Linked DNA regions of Mus musculus: regions 2, 3 and 4 are each linked to region 1. A link is a contact called in public HiChIP or PLAC-seq and promoter capture Hi-C data. All regions are on one chromosome and are shown on one strand. Each heading gives the region's core, a stretch centred on a gene start, on an enhancer-like site or on the middle of the called end of the contact. The rest is flanking DNA. Distances are from core to core; before and after follow the strand shown. Region 1 overlaps Snx29 (sorting nexin 29). Region 2 holds the start of Snn (stannin). Region 3 overlaps Txndc11 (thioredoxin domain containing 11). Region 4 overlaps Snx29 (sorting nexin 29).

Region 1 (3,672 bases), core at 565-3,064:
ATCAGTGGATTGGGCCATGCTGTTTACCTCTCTGCCTTGTATTTTCATTTGGAGACAGGTGGTACCTGTTGGAGTTGAAGACTGAGGCCCAATCTCACGTTTGTGCTCAGATCGAAGAAATAGAAAAAAAAAATCCAGAAAACTAAGTTGCCAGTGTACCTGTTGCTCGCAGGGAACATTGCCCTGGTCTCCCAAATATCACCTCATCTCTGTTGCTCTTATTTCCTCCTCTCTCTTCACAATTTTAATTTGGTGTCTTGAAGTTAGCCATCTGTGTACTTGACTTAGCTTCAAGGTAAGGGGGTCCTTGCTGCCCCACACCTTGCTTGGTGTTTTGTCACCCAGAACAGATAGGATTCTGAAAATGATACACCATGAAGGGGCTGATACCACTGAGCCCTGCCTCATAAAGGATGGTGTCCCTGCACCCTTCCGGAATTCTGATTCCTTTCTTCTTGTGTTTTTGAGCCTTTTCCAAATGCAACAGTGATCAAGGAATGCAAGCCCTGGCCTTGGGGTCTCCTGCTGCGTATGGACAAGCCAGTGCTATTATTCACATTAGAAATTGATTGTAGATATGCATGCAGTCCAGTTACCTGCCCGCATTATGCTCTCTGAGCCTCTCTGAGCACCAGCCTGCTTACAGGGGGATGCTGGAACCTGTTGTTATGGCATTTCTATATTCACTGATAATGCATAACCTGCCTCTCTGTGTGTCCTCATTTAAAGGCATCTTGTTTAGAATCTACAAGAGATGTAGCTCAGCTGTAGGAGAATGCTTGCATAGCATGCATAGAGCTCTGGGTTTGATCCCCAGCACCATATAAAACTTGGGAAGCGAAGACAGAAGGATCAGAAGTTCAAAATCATCTTTGGTCACTGTACTGGCTAGTTTTGTGTCGACTTGACACAGCTGGATTATCACAGAGAAAGGAGCTTCAGTTGAGAAAATGCCTCCATGAGATCCAACTGTAAGGCATTTTCTCAATTAGTGATCAAGGGGGAAAGGCCCCTTGTGGGTGGGACCATCTCTGGGCTGGTAGTCTTGGCTCTATAAGAGAGCAGGCTGAGCAAGCCAGGGGAAGCAAGCCAGTAAAGAACATCCCTCCATGGCCTCTGCATCAGCTCCTGCTTCCTGACCTGCTTGAGTTCCAGCCCTGACTTCCTTGGCTATGAACAGTGGTTTGGAGGTGTAAGCTGAATAAACCCTTTCCTCCCCAACTTGCTTCTTGGTCATGATATTTTGTCCAGGAATAGAAACCCTGACTAAGACAGTCACATAGAAAATTCCAGCCCAGGATCCATGAGAGACCATCAGAAACAAACACTGTTGACTTGTTGACATTGGACAGTGATATTTCATGCTTGTCTGAATGAAGCTTACATAATATGTGGGGCCCTTGTACTGGGAACATGGACCTGGAGACTATTCTAACTAGGGAAAGTGACAATACAAACCATAAGAATGTGACAAAGTAGACTACTGAAAGGACGTGTGTTCACGCGTGTGTACACGAGTTGGAAGAGGAAGGCAGTGGTTTCCTGTCTGACCCAGCTGCACACATGCCCACTGAGTGACTAACTCTTCCCTCGTGAGTGAGCGGCTTCCAGAGGGTGTTTGGATTGGTTTTGGAGTTACCAGTAAATTTCAGACATCTGCTGAGCAGCTTCATTGTTTTTCCAGTAGATTCCTGGGGAAACGTTTTGCCTGAGAGTGTTGTGAACACTGAAGTTGCATTTTGGGATGAGTGTAACTTCCTTCTGTCTACTTCCTCCCAGTAGGGAAGCCAGTTCTCCAGGCCAAGGAAGTCCTCTGAGCAGCTTGCTACCTTCTGCCTCAGTGCCTGAGTCCATGACAGTCCGTAAGTACTCTCAGAGGCTGGCATGTGTGCCAGCAGGGCACCTGTGCTTATCCTGTGCAGGTGTGGGCTTTGAAGTGAGCATGAAGTTAGTGAGTGTTTGCTTTCTGTGCACCTGATCGTGGTATCGCTGTAAGCTTCCAGACTATGGCCGGATTGTGGTGCATGGGGGTGAATCTGCTAAAGGATGCAAGGAACCTTCTGTGCCTTGCGGTTTCTAAGCTACCTTCTGTGTGCAGCCAGAGTAAGGCTGTCTTCTGACTTTCCTTGTGACTCTGGACAAATCAGTTTTGCTGATGACATATTCTAATGACAGGTGGTGCAAATCATTTCCAGCTTCAGAGGGAAGTATTAGGGACACGGCAATGAAGAGTGTGTGTGTGATGGCCCGCACCCACACCCACACCCACACCAGCAATTGTTTAACAAGATAGATGTTCAATGACTAGGTCAGTTGGGATTGGGGCCGGTGCCCTGACTGGGGTTGGCAGAGTGGGCTAGCATGAGACTCCATGGTCATCAGAGGCCAGGGCTCTTCCTTTTCCTGACTAGCTGTTGTCTTTGCTTTCTGAGCTCTGGCCATTTCGTTCCTACCCCTAATGGCAGGAAGGAGAGGGGCAGAGGGCAGGCTTTCTGTTTCCATATCACATTCAGAGATCAACACTTGGATAGTGTAAAAATTATGCCTTTTTTCCTCATCAGCCTTTGGGTAAAAATTAACATTTCCTTCAAACACCAAAGTACAACAAACCTTGAGCCCATAGTGGTGATGTCAGATGGAGAGTAACTTTATCCAGAGAAGTTCCAGGCCCCTTTAACATCACCCCAGGATGCCATTTCTGCTTGGAAATGCATTAGTTATCTGAGGTGACATAGAAACTTCCACACGGATCTCCTAGATCTCCAAGCCTGGACCTTTCTGTTTACGTGAACACTCTCCAGAGCCATGTTCCCTATGAGCTGAGGTTTCCCACAGTCCTCTGGCTGCAGAGCAGGAACTGCTAGTGTGAGTTCTGTTGCTGTGCAGGGCTGAACAGATACTTAGGTCTATGTGAGGACGACTTGTCTGTCACCTTCTCCTAGTGGCCAGGCATGGTTCCCAGAGCCCTTCTCAGCCTCTCTCCAGTGTGGGGTATGGAGCAGGTGAATTGGTTCTCTGGGGGCTGCCATGGATCTTGCCTCTGAGCCTCCCAAGCCATTTCCATCCCTGACAAAGCCACCAGCTTGGTCAGTTCCTTTCCCATGAGGACATTCTTGTGATACCTCTGAGCTGTGCCTGCAGCAGGGACTCAGCCCGTTTTATTTTCATTCATCTCTTTTTTTTAGAAATTAATCCTAGTTGTTTCTGGTCATCTTTGGCTTGAGACCTATCAGGAATTCCCAGCCAACCTTCTGAAGGAAAGGCCCACATTGGTGGGCCATTTGACTCTGGGTGTCTGGTAGTTATATGGGCTGTGCAGAACAGTTGTTTGTGAATGGGTGGGTGGGTTAGCCTTTGTTTTCAGGGGTGATTTCATGTGGGAAGGCTTTTCTTGTCCACTCTGCTCCTGCAAGATAAGGACCATGCCTCTTTCAGAAATGTGGGTGCCTCCACCCACCCCTGCTTTATCTGTGAGAGGGATAGGAAGGGCTGTCTGTGTAGCCCTACAGGATTAGTCTGATGTAACAGAGGATTGACACTGGGAAGCCTTGGCAAATGCTTCTTTTCCTGTGTGCTTGTGAGCATTGTCTCTGGCCTGGCTGACCCTTAACAGCTCCACTTCTTGGTTGTTCCAGCCGGGATTCCCTGCAACTTTCCTGATCCTCGTGTTCT
Region 2 (3,672 bases), core at 521-3,020, 350 kb before region 1:
AAATGTGGTGATCTGAGTCTTCTCTAAACTTACCCATGTTAGTAAGGTAACCAGTGAGCAGGTAGGCGTCCTTCCCCTGTGCCCATTACTTGATGGGTTCCCAGTTCCATGAGGTTTGTTTGCTGATGACCCCATTTTTCAGATGAGGAAAAGTGAGACACAGAGGTTAGGTTAGCCCTCCAGTAGGCAAGGCTAGATTTGAAGTCATTTCTGTGGTATGCTGCTCACCTCTCCCCACGTCCTCCCCTCAGTCATATATATACCTGCTCGTGTTTATCTCCCTGCCAGCCCCAGCTCTGGAGTTCTGGACCTACCTATTCCAGGCCTAGACCACTAATGAGAGGCAGGAGCTCTGAGGACGCACAGCGATGGGCAGGTCTGTGAACAGGAGCTGTTCAGAGCCATCAGGCTCTAGGCTCTACGGCAGCTGGCCCAGAGCCCTGCTTCCTTCTGCCTCTCTACACCAAAGCCAGCTTACTTCCTCAGCCCAGTCCTTCAGCAGCAGAGACAGCCTTGCCATCTTACTATTCATTCATTATATCTTATAAAGAGCCTACTGTGTACTGACTGTTCTGTAGGCTCACCAGTGAACGATTCAGTCTTAGTCCTGAAACGGAGACTGAAAGCTAATGAGATGCCCTTAGAAAACACGATTTCCCAATGGACATGAAAGTCCATTGACTGGGAAAGAGAGCAAGGGTGTGAAGCTGAGATCTGAAAGATGGTGTGGAAGAACGTTTAAGATAAAAGAAATGACATGGGCCAAAGGATGAGAGGTATGGAGGGGAATCACTCTGCTGAGGTGAAGTGAGGGAGTTCCCACACTTCAGCTTGTGTGCAGGACCTTAAGAAAGTTAGCAGTCCCTAGCTTCCCAGCTCCCAGGGGGATATCCCAGTCTTATCTGCCCCAACCAAGTTATTTCTTCCTGGCTTCCCAAGTACCTTGGGCCTCAGAGGTCTTCAAACTCTTTGTGGAGTTCCTGGTGGCCATCACGGAGTGTCCCATCCTCTCTCAGACTCTTTTTGGGGGGCAGTCAGTACACCAATTAGCACCTTTGTGTTCCTAGCCAGTTGTGTCTAGCTTCAAATCCTGCCTCCAGGACAGCACATCAGAGTATTTTAAGTCTTCTGGAGTGTTGAGTTCCTCATGTCAAATGGGTCGGTATGTTTTTATTTGGCGTTCTTTTGATGTTGTTGAGTGGACTGAACAGAGTACGGCACTTGGTGAAGGCTTAACTAAGAGGTTATTGAGTCCGCATCCCTGAGGACAGGACCTGGTTTGTCTGGCTAGTGGCTCAAGGGCGCAGCAAGATACATGATCAGTGCAGAAGGGTGGATAGATGAAAGGATAATGATGGAATTGAAGGGGAAAAAAGGAAGGAAGAAAAGAAGAGAAAAGAAAAGATGAGAAAAGGAAAGAAAATCATTCGTCTCTGCCTGTAATCTCCGGGCGGTGTATCACACTCTTACCGCTGTGCGCCTCAGTTTCCCCTCTGTCGTTGGGTTGACCCTCGAAGAAAGAGGACGCCAGGCGCAGGCCCAGTACTGCCGGCACCCAATAAGCGCTCAAGGAAGCCTGGCCTCCCGCCTTCTCTGCCCCAGCTCCGGGAGCCGCCAGCTGAGAAACACTACCCACCCCCTTGCTTACACTCCCTCTGCCCATTGTGCGCCTCCGGGCCCAGAGCGCACGTGACTCCACCCAGCCCGCTCCGCTCCGCCCCGCCGTCCCAGCGCGATCTCCAGTTGGTCGCACCAGAGCGCCCCGCCCCCAATCAGGGCGGAGCCCAAGCACCTCGCCCCCTGCTGATCGGGCTCTGGCGTCTGGCGAGGGCTCCGCGGCCGACCCGGCTGGCGCGCAGGCGGAGCCGGGGCGGCGGGGCTGCTGCTGGCTAATTGCACAGGACTGCGGGCCGCGACATGGTCAGCAGGGATGGGCAGAGCAGGCGGGTAGGGGGAAGGGACGCGCCGGATGGATCGGGGTGCGGCGCTGGCGGGTCGGCGCGGCAGATGCCGCGCGCGGGCGGGGGCTCTTTGTCCTCCGCCGCGGGATTGGGACAAAGGAGGTAGCGGGGGGCGGAGGCTGCTTGGCTGGGCATCTGCCCCTCTCCGTGACCCACGGTTCTATGTCCTGCGCGGATCCTCCGGGCTGCCCGGAACACTCACTCCGCATTGACGGGGTTCCTGGCAGCGCCCCAGCGTGGTCAAGATGGGATCGAGGGGAACGGGGGCCCAGGGAAAATCTGGCGCTCGTTTCATTGGTGGGGAGACTGAGGCTGAGCCGCAGCGTTTGGTCCCAGGTCGGGTCGGCAGTGATTGCGCGGCGTGGGCTTGAATGGGTCTCTGGGACCCCCCCCCCAGGGAAAAAAACTGGGGTCAGGCGGACTTGATTTGTCTTCAGCTGTCGTTTCCTCCTCAGCTGTCGCCCCCTGAACAGGCCCCTACTTCCCTAGCGCCTCGCCTTGCTCCTTCGATAGAGTGGGAGAGACGCGGCGTCGCCTGGCACCGCGCCTGCACACCGCCCGCGCTCAGCACGCGGGAGCTGCTGGGACGCTTGTCATTAGTGTCCAGTCCTCTCGACCCAGGTCACCTAGACTATCTCCTAAGGAGGGGTCAAACACAGACTCATTGTGCTCAGCTTTCAGGAGAAAGAAGACAGGTCAGACATATGACGTTTTAGAATCAGGTTTGAAATCGGTTATTTAGGATCGGGGCTTCCTGGGTATCTGCACCTCCACTTTTTAAACTGTGTGACCTTGGGGACCGAGTTAACTTCTCTAAGCTACAGATTATTTGTCAAGTAGGAAGAGCAGTCATTCGGTTCTAGGATTGTTTTGATGCAGAAGTTTTGGAGAGATCCACATGAGATGTTGGAGCTCAAAAGTGTGGCATCAAGGAACTTTTCAGCATCGACTATTATATCACCGCCAGAGTTGTATGGCCAGATGGGACCCTGACGAGTGGGGGCAGAATTCAGGCTTGGACTATGAGATTGCAGCTCACCTCGGGCAGTTCCCAAACTTCTTAGTCTTAGTTTCCTTTCCTGGCATAAGAACTGGGAGTAGGGTGGCATCTGGAGCAGATTTCTCTTCTGGAGGAGGAAGGGGAGGGGAGAGGACAATGGGCACAGCCATGATAGATGTTCCCTTTTCTTTCCTGTTGCTGTTGGTCCTCCATCTAAGCTCTTGGATGGCAGAAGCCCTCGGTGATGGTGCCTTTGGGGTTTGACCAAGCAGAACCCTGAGCAGGAAATACTTCTGGTCTGGGGTCCCCTGAAGAGGACACTTGGAAGGTGGCCTTGCTGGAGGATGGAGCAGTGCAGGAAGCCCCTGGATGTTAGTTGGCCCTGAAAGCAGGGCAGTATTTCTCACTGCCTTGGAGGCCCTGGGAGGTGGAAGCTTTGGATGGAGTGGCAGAGTGGTGCCCAGCTGAGTACAATAGCACTGGTGATGTGCCCAGTTAAGTGATGAGTAGGCAGAGGATGTCCCCAGAGAAGAGGCTATTTGTGACATGGGTCCAGGCCAGGCTTTGTGCCCTGAGGTACAAGAAGTTACAGAGAAAAAGGCAAGACATTAAGAACAGCCTGCTGTGGATAAGAGTGGTGAGAACCTGGCCTGCCTTGTTGCCTTCTGGGTGGGGTGAAAGGTTAGCTTTGGGATCCCATGAAGAGGTAGG
Region 3 (3,672 bases), core at 855-3,354, 320 kb before region 1:
GAGATGTGTGTTACAGTCCTATGGATGGACCCTGGGTCTTCCACATGCTAGCAGACACTCTTACCAATGAGCCACTTTCTTTTAAATGGTTCGACACATTAAGTTCAGATGATAAAAATATCAGGAAAAAAAAAAAAGGCAGCACCTAAGCTACAGTTGAAGTTTCCAGAGCCTATGTGACACTGCACAGGAAAGGGTGTCTCCAGCATGATATGCTGCAGCAGAAGAATAAAAAGTGACAGCCTGCCTGGAGGCTGAATGGGGCCACTCAACAGCAATTTAACTGCACCAGCATGAATGAAGCAGGTTGTCTGCACAAAGCACAGCCTAACACACTGCAACTCTGAAACTTGTGAACATGGTGGAAATTTTCCAGAAAGAAGTACATCAAGTTTGCGATCTTGTGCAATAATTAATATTTGGATTACAGTTTACAGTCTAAGAATAATGTGAGTGCACCATGTTAAAGCAGGCACTGGCACGTCTTACACATGTCCTCTTTGTCACTTATAAAATGGATCCTTTTGTTCTAAAAGCAATGAGGCTCCAATATTTTAATTAAGAATTATGAAAGCCAGATGTAATAGGAGGTACAACGATCAGGAGTTCATGGTCATCTTTAGCTATGATGGGAGTTTGAGGTTAACCTAGGCTCCATGAGAGGGTCTAATGGAAAAATACAAAACAAAACAACTTCGAATATGTTAAAGAATTTAAAATAAATTAAGGCTCATATTCTCTCCTCCCTTTCCCCCTCCAAGAAAAATCTACCAAGAGCCAGGTGTGGTAGTGCATGCTTTTAATGTAGGCAGAGGCAAGTAGGTCTGAGTTTAGGCCAGCCTGGTTTACAGACCTAGTTCCAAGATAGTCAGGGTTATACAGAGAAACCCTGTCTTGAACCCCCAACCCCAAATAAATCTAACATGAGAAAAGTCACATTCTATTACTTTTTTAAGATCAGAAAAAAAGGGGACCTGGAAAGATGGCTCAATGGTTAAGAGCACAATCAGAACTCAGATCCTGAATTCAGTTCTCAGCAACTACATGGTGGCTCACAACCATCTATAACGGGGACCTGATGCCCTCTACTAGCATTCAGGTGTACATGCACATAGTACTCATATAAATACATAAATAAATCTTTAATAAAAGAAAAAAGATTAGAAAAATCTGTTTCTATATGTATCTGGGTACATGCACCAAGAGCTACAGTTATAAGCAGCTGTGAGTCCCTATCATGGATACTGAGATATGATCCTAGATTGCCTGCAAGAGCAGTATGCTCACTTACTGAAATACTGAGTCATCTCTTCAGGCCTCTCAACTAATTCTTATAGGTCTCATACAGTCTATTTATTAGCCTTTTCCTTAGCCAGCTTTAGATCCCCAGTAACCACAAAGCAGCAAATGGTAGCAAAAGTGACTATAAATGTGACAAGCTCTTAAAAGAACATCTGGGCAAGGAAACAGCTGCATGTGCCAATAGCTAATCAGATAAAGGTGACCAGAGCCTGAACTGTGGCCATTTACTCTCTCTAGGAGGGAACAGGAAAACACTCAGACTAACTGTCCTGTTGTAAGAGCTGAGGCATGGACCCTGTGTCCTTAGAGCTCACTGAGCCACTCTTAGGCACACTATAAGATAGGACATGTTCCATGAACACTGCACAAAGGGAACAACAGAAGGCACTGGTGTGTCCACAAAGTCTGATGGGTTTTCAGTGGTCAGCTATCTTGCTTTGAGTTCTCAATCTCACCTTCTGGCCATTTGTTAGAAGGTTGGGGCTCTTTGCCACTAACAGACTACATCACCCCAATTCCCATGTAACCTAGGGACAGCTTTAGTCACTTTTCCTGTTCCTTGCACACACATTTGTCAAGACCCACCACTTTTTTTTTTTTCTGAGACAGGGTTTCTTTGTGTAGCCCTGGCTGTCCTGGAACTCAGAAATAAGCCTGCCTCTGCCTCCCAAGTGCTGGGATGAAAGGCATGTGCAACCACTGCCCAGCTTACCCACCACTTTTGCTCTCTAAGGATGCAAGGAGAATGAAGGAGGTGAAATTCCCTGAGGTTTCCCTCCAGGTCAATCTGGACTCTCATGCTCGCATCAGAATTCTGTTAGGGGGTTTCTGAACGCTCTCACCTCAGTCTGTTTTTTTTAGTACCATTTCCCTTAAAGTCAGTATGAAATATCAAAACCAATTTTATATTAAAGAGAACATACCTCTTCTGAGCCATGAACTACATCAATTCAAATGCTAAAGGAAGAGTAAGAATAGCCTCATTCATTAGAAAACAGAATAGAAGACCAGGCATGGCAGCTCAGACCTTTAATCCCAGCACTTGGGAGGCAGAGGCAAGTGGATCTCTAAGTTCCAGGCCTGCTTGATCTACAGAGTGAGTTTTAGGACAGCCAGGACACAAGACAGTATCTCCTAAACTTCCTCATTCCTCAAACGTTGTGAAAATTACCATCAAAGATGACATTTCCTCCCCACTTCTTCAGAAAGAGATAGACATTCTAACTAGAAACTGAGCTGATACAATTTAATTGCCTCAGACACCTATAGCACCTGGTGTTCTGGGAGTACTGTACCCCAGGATCCCCAAAGAACAAACAAGCCAGGGCTGAACAAGGCAGGACTCTTAGACCTCCAGGAGAGCTCTGTATGAGCTAATCTCTCAGGGTCTGAACAAAGAGGAACACTGGGTCAAGAGAAAATGATGCAGACACCTAGTGATAAGGATGTCCTGGTCTACTCCATAACTAAGTATCAGCAGATTAAGCTACATGTATTTAATCGGCACGATTGAAACATGATTTACCTCTAGGGAAATTTCTCTTCTGGGCATTTTTTTTTTAAACTTCTTTACATTGGTTAACTGTGACCTTTCAATAGGCAAACCAGTGTGGCCTGGAAATAGCCCTTATTTTATTCTCATTAACTTCTGGTTTTCTCTCTTTTTCTTCTTCAGGGTTTTAGATAAATTGGAAAAAGGAAAATAAGATTATGCTAAAAGAGGATAACAACTGTCCCACTGTAGTTGGGGACTCCTTCCTCAGTGCACTTATGATGACGACTTCATACTCCAATGTTAGACATGCCTATCAAATGAAAATCCTTAAAAAAAAAGGGGAGAGAGAGAGAGAGGGCAGAGTAGGCAAGTGGTAGGTAGTGGCATACAATTTAATCTCAGCACTCAGGAGGCAGAGGCAAGTGGATCTCTGAGATTGAGGCCAGCCTGGTCTACAGAGTGAGTTCTAGGCCAGTGAGGCTACACAGAGAACCCTGCCTCAAAATACCATCCCCCAGCAAAAAAGGACACATTGCAGAAATGTTCGCTATGTATAAACTACCGCAATATTTGTATGTTCCCCTAGAAATGTTAACTTTGAGGTTTATATATTTTTATGATTCTTCACATAAAGACTAAAACAATTGTGTAGAAAGAAATCTGGCATTTGGAGACCATAAACACATGTCAGTGTTTGTCAAGACACCACTAAACACAGAGAATCCTCTCTTGTGAGCTGGAAAAAGAGGAAAAGCAAGATGCAGTTCCAGATATATTATTTTAGAAGAACATACACTACAGAGCTAAATAGCTGTTGTCACGCATCTCCATGACAGGAAAATATACACTCTCACAGCAGCAGTCCTGTTCATCAG
Region 4 (3,672 bases), core at 392-2,891, 270 kb after region 1:
CTGACCAGCACAATTACAGACAGGCCTGGCAGACTCCCAGATGCAGTGCTGTGGGGCTTTCATGCTTGTTTATGGTGAAGAGAAGTGGGATGTCTCTCTCCCACATTTGGAAGTCAATGTGGGGTAGTACCTGGAAGGAGCCGGCTGGTACTCTCCAAGGTAGAGAACCGAAGGTCTTGGCAAGAGCACGCTTCAACCAGGCATGTGTTCCTTAACATCTCAAACTGTTGTCTTTCCAGTTTAAAAAATTGCCCCACTTGCTAGAAAGGTAGCAATGGGATAGTCAAACCTTTACATTGAACAGCACCTTGACTCCAGGCCTTCTTGCAGTGCCCTTGGGAGCCTCCTTGAGCAGAGGTTATGTGCAAGGTCCCAAGGACATGGCAGAGGGATCTGGTCACTGCCTTGGCCACCACATCCTTACCAGCACTGTTACCCTCCTCTGAAGCTCATTGGTTCAGAACCCAGCACAGTCATGAATATTTCTCCTTTAACTGACAGGTACTTCTCCATTTGGGAGGAGCAGGATCTGGGCAGTCTGTCTAGATTGCTTAGGCTTTGAGTCTCTGTAACAATGATAGTGTGTCTTTGAGCTTCTGCAGTCATCCACTATCTTCAGCTCCCTGAACAGAGCACAGTGTGCCACCTTCAATGAAGACACTAAGTGCCAATCCCTCTGCCCTCTAGGCCTATGCAAGTTGGGCTGACAGACTGAATTACACCTGGTTGGTCATTGGGGTTGGAGTTAGCATCAGCCTTGCTCACGGGGTGGCAGCTACAATCAGTTGGCAGCTGGCATGAGGTGCTCAGCTACGGCCCCTCTTGGTCCCAATAGTTTTATTTTAGTGAAGCAGATGTAACTCCACTAATCTTCCAGAGCGGCTGAACTGCCTCCTTGGCACTGCCCAAGAGTGCTGCCGTACTGTGCTAGGAGCCACGCTGGCACAGGCTTTCATGGAGAGCTCACAGACAGGCATTTCTATTCTAGGAAAGAGAAAGAAATAAACAGAGGAACACAGTGCTGTTTTTAGTGCAAGGAGTCAGCAGCTGCTTGGAGAGGGGATGGTGCGTGACATTTCCATGAGCAAGGTGTGCCTTGGTGGAGGTGGTGCGAGCACCTGGCCACTTTCCTTGCCGGATGCCTTTTCAGGAGTTGTCACCATTGCTCAGACAGGCCTTCGTCCTTCTGACTGCTCACAGGACACACCAGGCTCAGGACTCAGGGTGGCCGAGCAGCTTCTCTGAGCCCTGTTTTTCCTTGGAAGGATTGTAGACTGCAGCCAACAATTTGCTACTTTGTGAGTTCTTTTGTCTCCCACCCTTCTCCACCTTTTCCCCACCCTTTCAACCCTTAATACTTGATAGAGAGAAAAAAAATAGAGAGACAGGGGGGCAACATTATTATTAGACTACTTCCTGTGACTAGGAACTTAGAGTTCCTTGAGGCAAGTTTGATATTGGCTGTCCAATTTTCTTCTTCTTTGTGAATGACTATTTAACAAACCACAACTAACAACAACCAACCAACAATCGACAACCAACAACCCATCCCGCCTCTCCAGAGCCCTAACATTTATTTATATACCCTCTGAAAAGTCATAGTTGCAAAAACCATCTGCTGCTGGCAAAATCGCTCCCCTGGGAGAACACTAGGCAAGGCATAGCTGCTGTGGACAGTCTGAGTCAGCCCCATACCCACGGCAGAGAGTAAAACAAAACACATTCTTATTTCTGTGGGTTGTTTTTTCTTTTTCCTAAAGAAACCAGAATTATCACTATAGCAGACAGGCAATCCCTGCCCACAGGAATGTTATCATTCTGATACCCTGTCTGTCTCCTGACCTTAGCTAAGGCTCTTGCTTCTCTACCTCTTGCTTTCTCTGTCTTTGACTATGAGGGGCAGGACAGGATTTATCCGCATCCCACTTGGGCCTGACAACTGAATATATTAGAGGAAGCTGTTAGCCTTGAGGGTCTGGACCTGTCATGAGTCTAAGCTAGAATGCAAATGGGCAGATAGTAAGTTCAGCAAAACTGTGTATGCTAGATGTGGTGGCACACGCCTTTAATCCCAGCACTTGGGAGGCAGAGGCAGGTGGATCACTGTGAGTTCGAAACAAGTCTGGTCTACATAGAAAGTTTCAGGCCAGGCATTCAAAATAAGTCACTGTCTCAATAAAACAAAACAAAATCCCCAACAGACAAACAAACAAGACCATGTGTTTATTGAACCCCTATATTGCTTCAACATAGCCAAAACAAGTATTTCTTCCTTCCTCGTACTGTTTTCCTGCTCTCCTGCTTACATGTCTGCCTCCACTCTCTCACACATTTACTCTTTTACCTCCTCAGAGCGGTCACAGGGTGCCACATCTGTGCTCAGTGCCAGGATGGAGCAGATGGTCTGAGTCCCTGTACTCTTTCTCCTGTCTGATGGCGAGAGGATCTGTACTCAGGCTATCAAGAGGCAGGCCATACATCGTCAGTGTGTGGAGAGGACCCTGGGACCACAAGCTGCATAGCAGCTTATGCCTGGTGTTTGTACGGAAGACAGTCTCTAGCCACAAATCTGAAATACTAGGCAAAGAGAGCAAGGGGCAAGGGAGGGGCAGTCAGTGTGCAGGGACTGTATTGTCGGTTGTTGATCTGCTCTTTTCACCCATGTGACGCTGGTGCCTCCCAGAGACAGCACTTCAACTGACACCATCCAGAACTGACTAAAAGCACCCCTTTTCTGTGTTCAGAGCAAGCCCAGAGACATACTTGCTGCCAGCACGTACACGTTGGTATGATAGATAGGCCTTCTCCCATCTGGGGGCACACCTTCCTGGGAGCCTTGCTGGGCTTCCTTGGAGCTGTACAAGCTCTGCCTTTGAGCTCAGCCCACCCACTGTCAGGTCCAGTCCTGCTCTTTGTGTTTCTCATTCCTTGGTGGTGGCATCCAGAGGGCCTGAGACTGAACCAGTTGTCTGACCCTGCCAGAGGGGTCAGACAGTGAGGGAGGAGAGCCTTGGAGGCTTGGATCTGCTCGCTTCTTCCTTTCCCCCTTTGGATAGGTGGCTTCAGGATAGTGACTGCTGATGCTTGCACCCCCACAGCATTCTATAGACCCTTGCATCCTTCCATCTCCACAGTGTGTTCACCTGACTTAAACCTACCTGGAGCTCTGCACTCATTCCTCTGCTTTGTTTTCTTCTTCTTGGTCCCAGCCATTCCTCTTTCACTTTGGCCTCTCTGCTCCCATCTATAAACGCCTCTCTCTCTGGCAGGCCTTGGCTTCTCGGAATCATCTGAGGCTCAGTACCTTTGAGATGGATTTTGAGCCTGGCAAACAAAGGAATGAATGAAAAAATGAAAAGGAGAGGGGGGATGGGGAAGGGGGAGAAAGTACTTACCTCATTAGGAAGGAGCTTTGTCTGGTGACCCTGAGCGAGCCACTTCACCTGATGAAAGGTGGCCTCAGTGCAGGCCTTCTTCTGCAGAGCTTCTCCTCTGCAGCCTCTTAGCTCCTTCCCTGACCTTTCTACCCATCCCTATATATCATCCACTGGGTGCTAACTGGACACAAACCCTTTACGCTTGGGGAACTACACCAGAGTGCCTGATGCTTCCACTATGTAAATAAGGATTGGAAGCTGGAGGGGTGATGTGCTTTGTGAGCATGTGTGGGGA

The links. Promoter capture Hi-C pulls out the DNA fragments that hold promoters and counts their contacts. HiChIP or PLAC-seq counts read pairs in DNA pulled down with a chosen protein or histone mark.
Region 2: a contact with region 1 is called in a promoter capture Hi-C map of the HPC-7 cell line. The contact joins the promoter of Snn here to the enhancer-like site in region 1. A contact is called at or near these places in 10 of 39 promoter capture datasets (the 3T3-L1 cell line, the C10 cell line, the HPC-7 cell line and 7 more), 3 of 484 Hi-C or Micro-C datasets (ECoMG myeloid progenitors, the HPC-7 cell line and bone marrow-derived macrophages), 3 of 115 datasets of contacts at active chromatin or transcription factors (embryonic stem cells and microglia) and 2 of 9 other capture datasets (adipose tissue and liver).
Region 3: a contact with region 1 is called in an H3K27ac HiChIP or PLAC-seq map of microglia, with 4 times the contacts expected there. The contact joins two enhancer-like sites. A contact is called at or near these places in 9 of 39 promoter capture datasets (3T3-L1-derived adipocytes, the C10 cell line, the HPC-7 cell line and 5 more), 1 of 15 datasets of contacts at CTCF or cohesin (pro-B cells), 30 of 484 Hi-C or Micro-C datasets (the Ba/F3 cell line, CD4 T cells, CD8 T cells and 21 more), 2 of 115 datasets of contacts at active chromatin or transcription factors (astrocytes and microglia) and 4 of 9 other capture datasets (embryonic stem cells, liver, macrophages and 1 more).
Region 4: a CTCF HiChIP or PLAC-seq map of pro-B cells shows a contact between it and region 1, with 18 times the contacts expected there. The contact joins two enhancer-like sites. A contact is called at or near these places in 12 of 39 promoter capture datasets (the 3T3-L1 cell line, 3T3-L1-derived adipocytes, the C10 cell line and 8 more), 1 of 15 datasets of contacts at CTCF or cohesin (pro-B cells), 31 of 484 Hi-C or Micro-C datasets (the C2C12 cell line, the CH12 cell line, the HPC-7 cell line and 23 more), 4 of 115 datasets of contacts at active chromatin or transcription factors (bone marrow-derived dendritic cells, bone marrow-derived macrophages, large pre-B cells and 1 more) and 1 of 9 other capture datasets (adipose tissue).

The regions. Positions count from the first base shown.
Region 1 is chr16:11,418,922-11,422,593 of GRCm38.p6, forward strand. Snx29 (sorting nexin 29) reads left to right here. Exons shown (of 21, transcript NM_028964.4): 11 at 1,783-1,862. Among named protein-coding and RNA genes, the nearest start is that of Snx29, 98 kb to the left of the region's middle. Within about 2 kb of position 1,815, at least 53 of the 459 cell types and tissues checked have an H3K27ac peak or open chromatin away from gene starts, as enhancers often do. A contact at or near this core is called in the HPC-7 cell line, adipose tissue, bone marrow-derived macrophages and 3 more, where this site is marked.
Region 2 is chr16:11,064,528-11,068,199 of GRCm38.p6, forward strand. It overlaps Snn (stannin), which reads left to right and starts at 1,771. Exons shown (of 2, transcript NM_009223.3): 1 at 1,771-1,920. Gm9861 (a long non-coding RNA gene) reads right to left here and starts at 1,741. Exons shown (of 2, transcript XR_003951968.1): 1 at 1,471-1,741.
Region 3 is chr16:11,097,072-11,100,743 of GRCm38.p6, forward strand. All of the region lies in intron 5 of Txndc11 (thioredoxin domain containing 11), which reads right to left. Among named protein-coding and RNA genes, the nearest start is that of Snn, 33 kb to the left of the region's middle. Within about 2 kb of position 2,105, at least 13 of the 459 cell types and tissues checked have an H3K27ac peak or open chromatin away from gene starts, as enhancers often do. A contact at or near this core is called in the HPC-7 cell line and microglia, where this site is marked.
Region 4 is chr16:11,689,315-11,692,986 of GRCm38.p6, forward strand. The region is part of intron 18 of Snx29 (sorting nexin 29); the gene reads left to right. Among named protein-coding and RNA genes, the nearest start is that of 4833415N18Rik, 89 kb to the right of the region's middle. Within about 2 kb of position 1,642, at least 44 of the 459 cell types and tissues checked have an H3K27ac peak or open chromatin away from gene starts, as enhancers often do. A contact at or near this core is called in pre-B cells and pro-B cells, where this site is marked.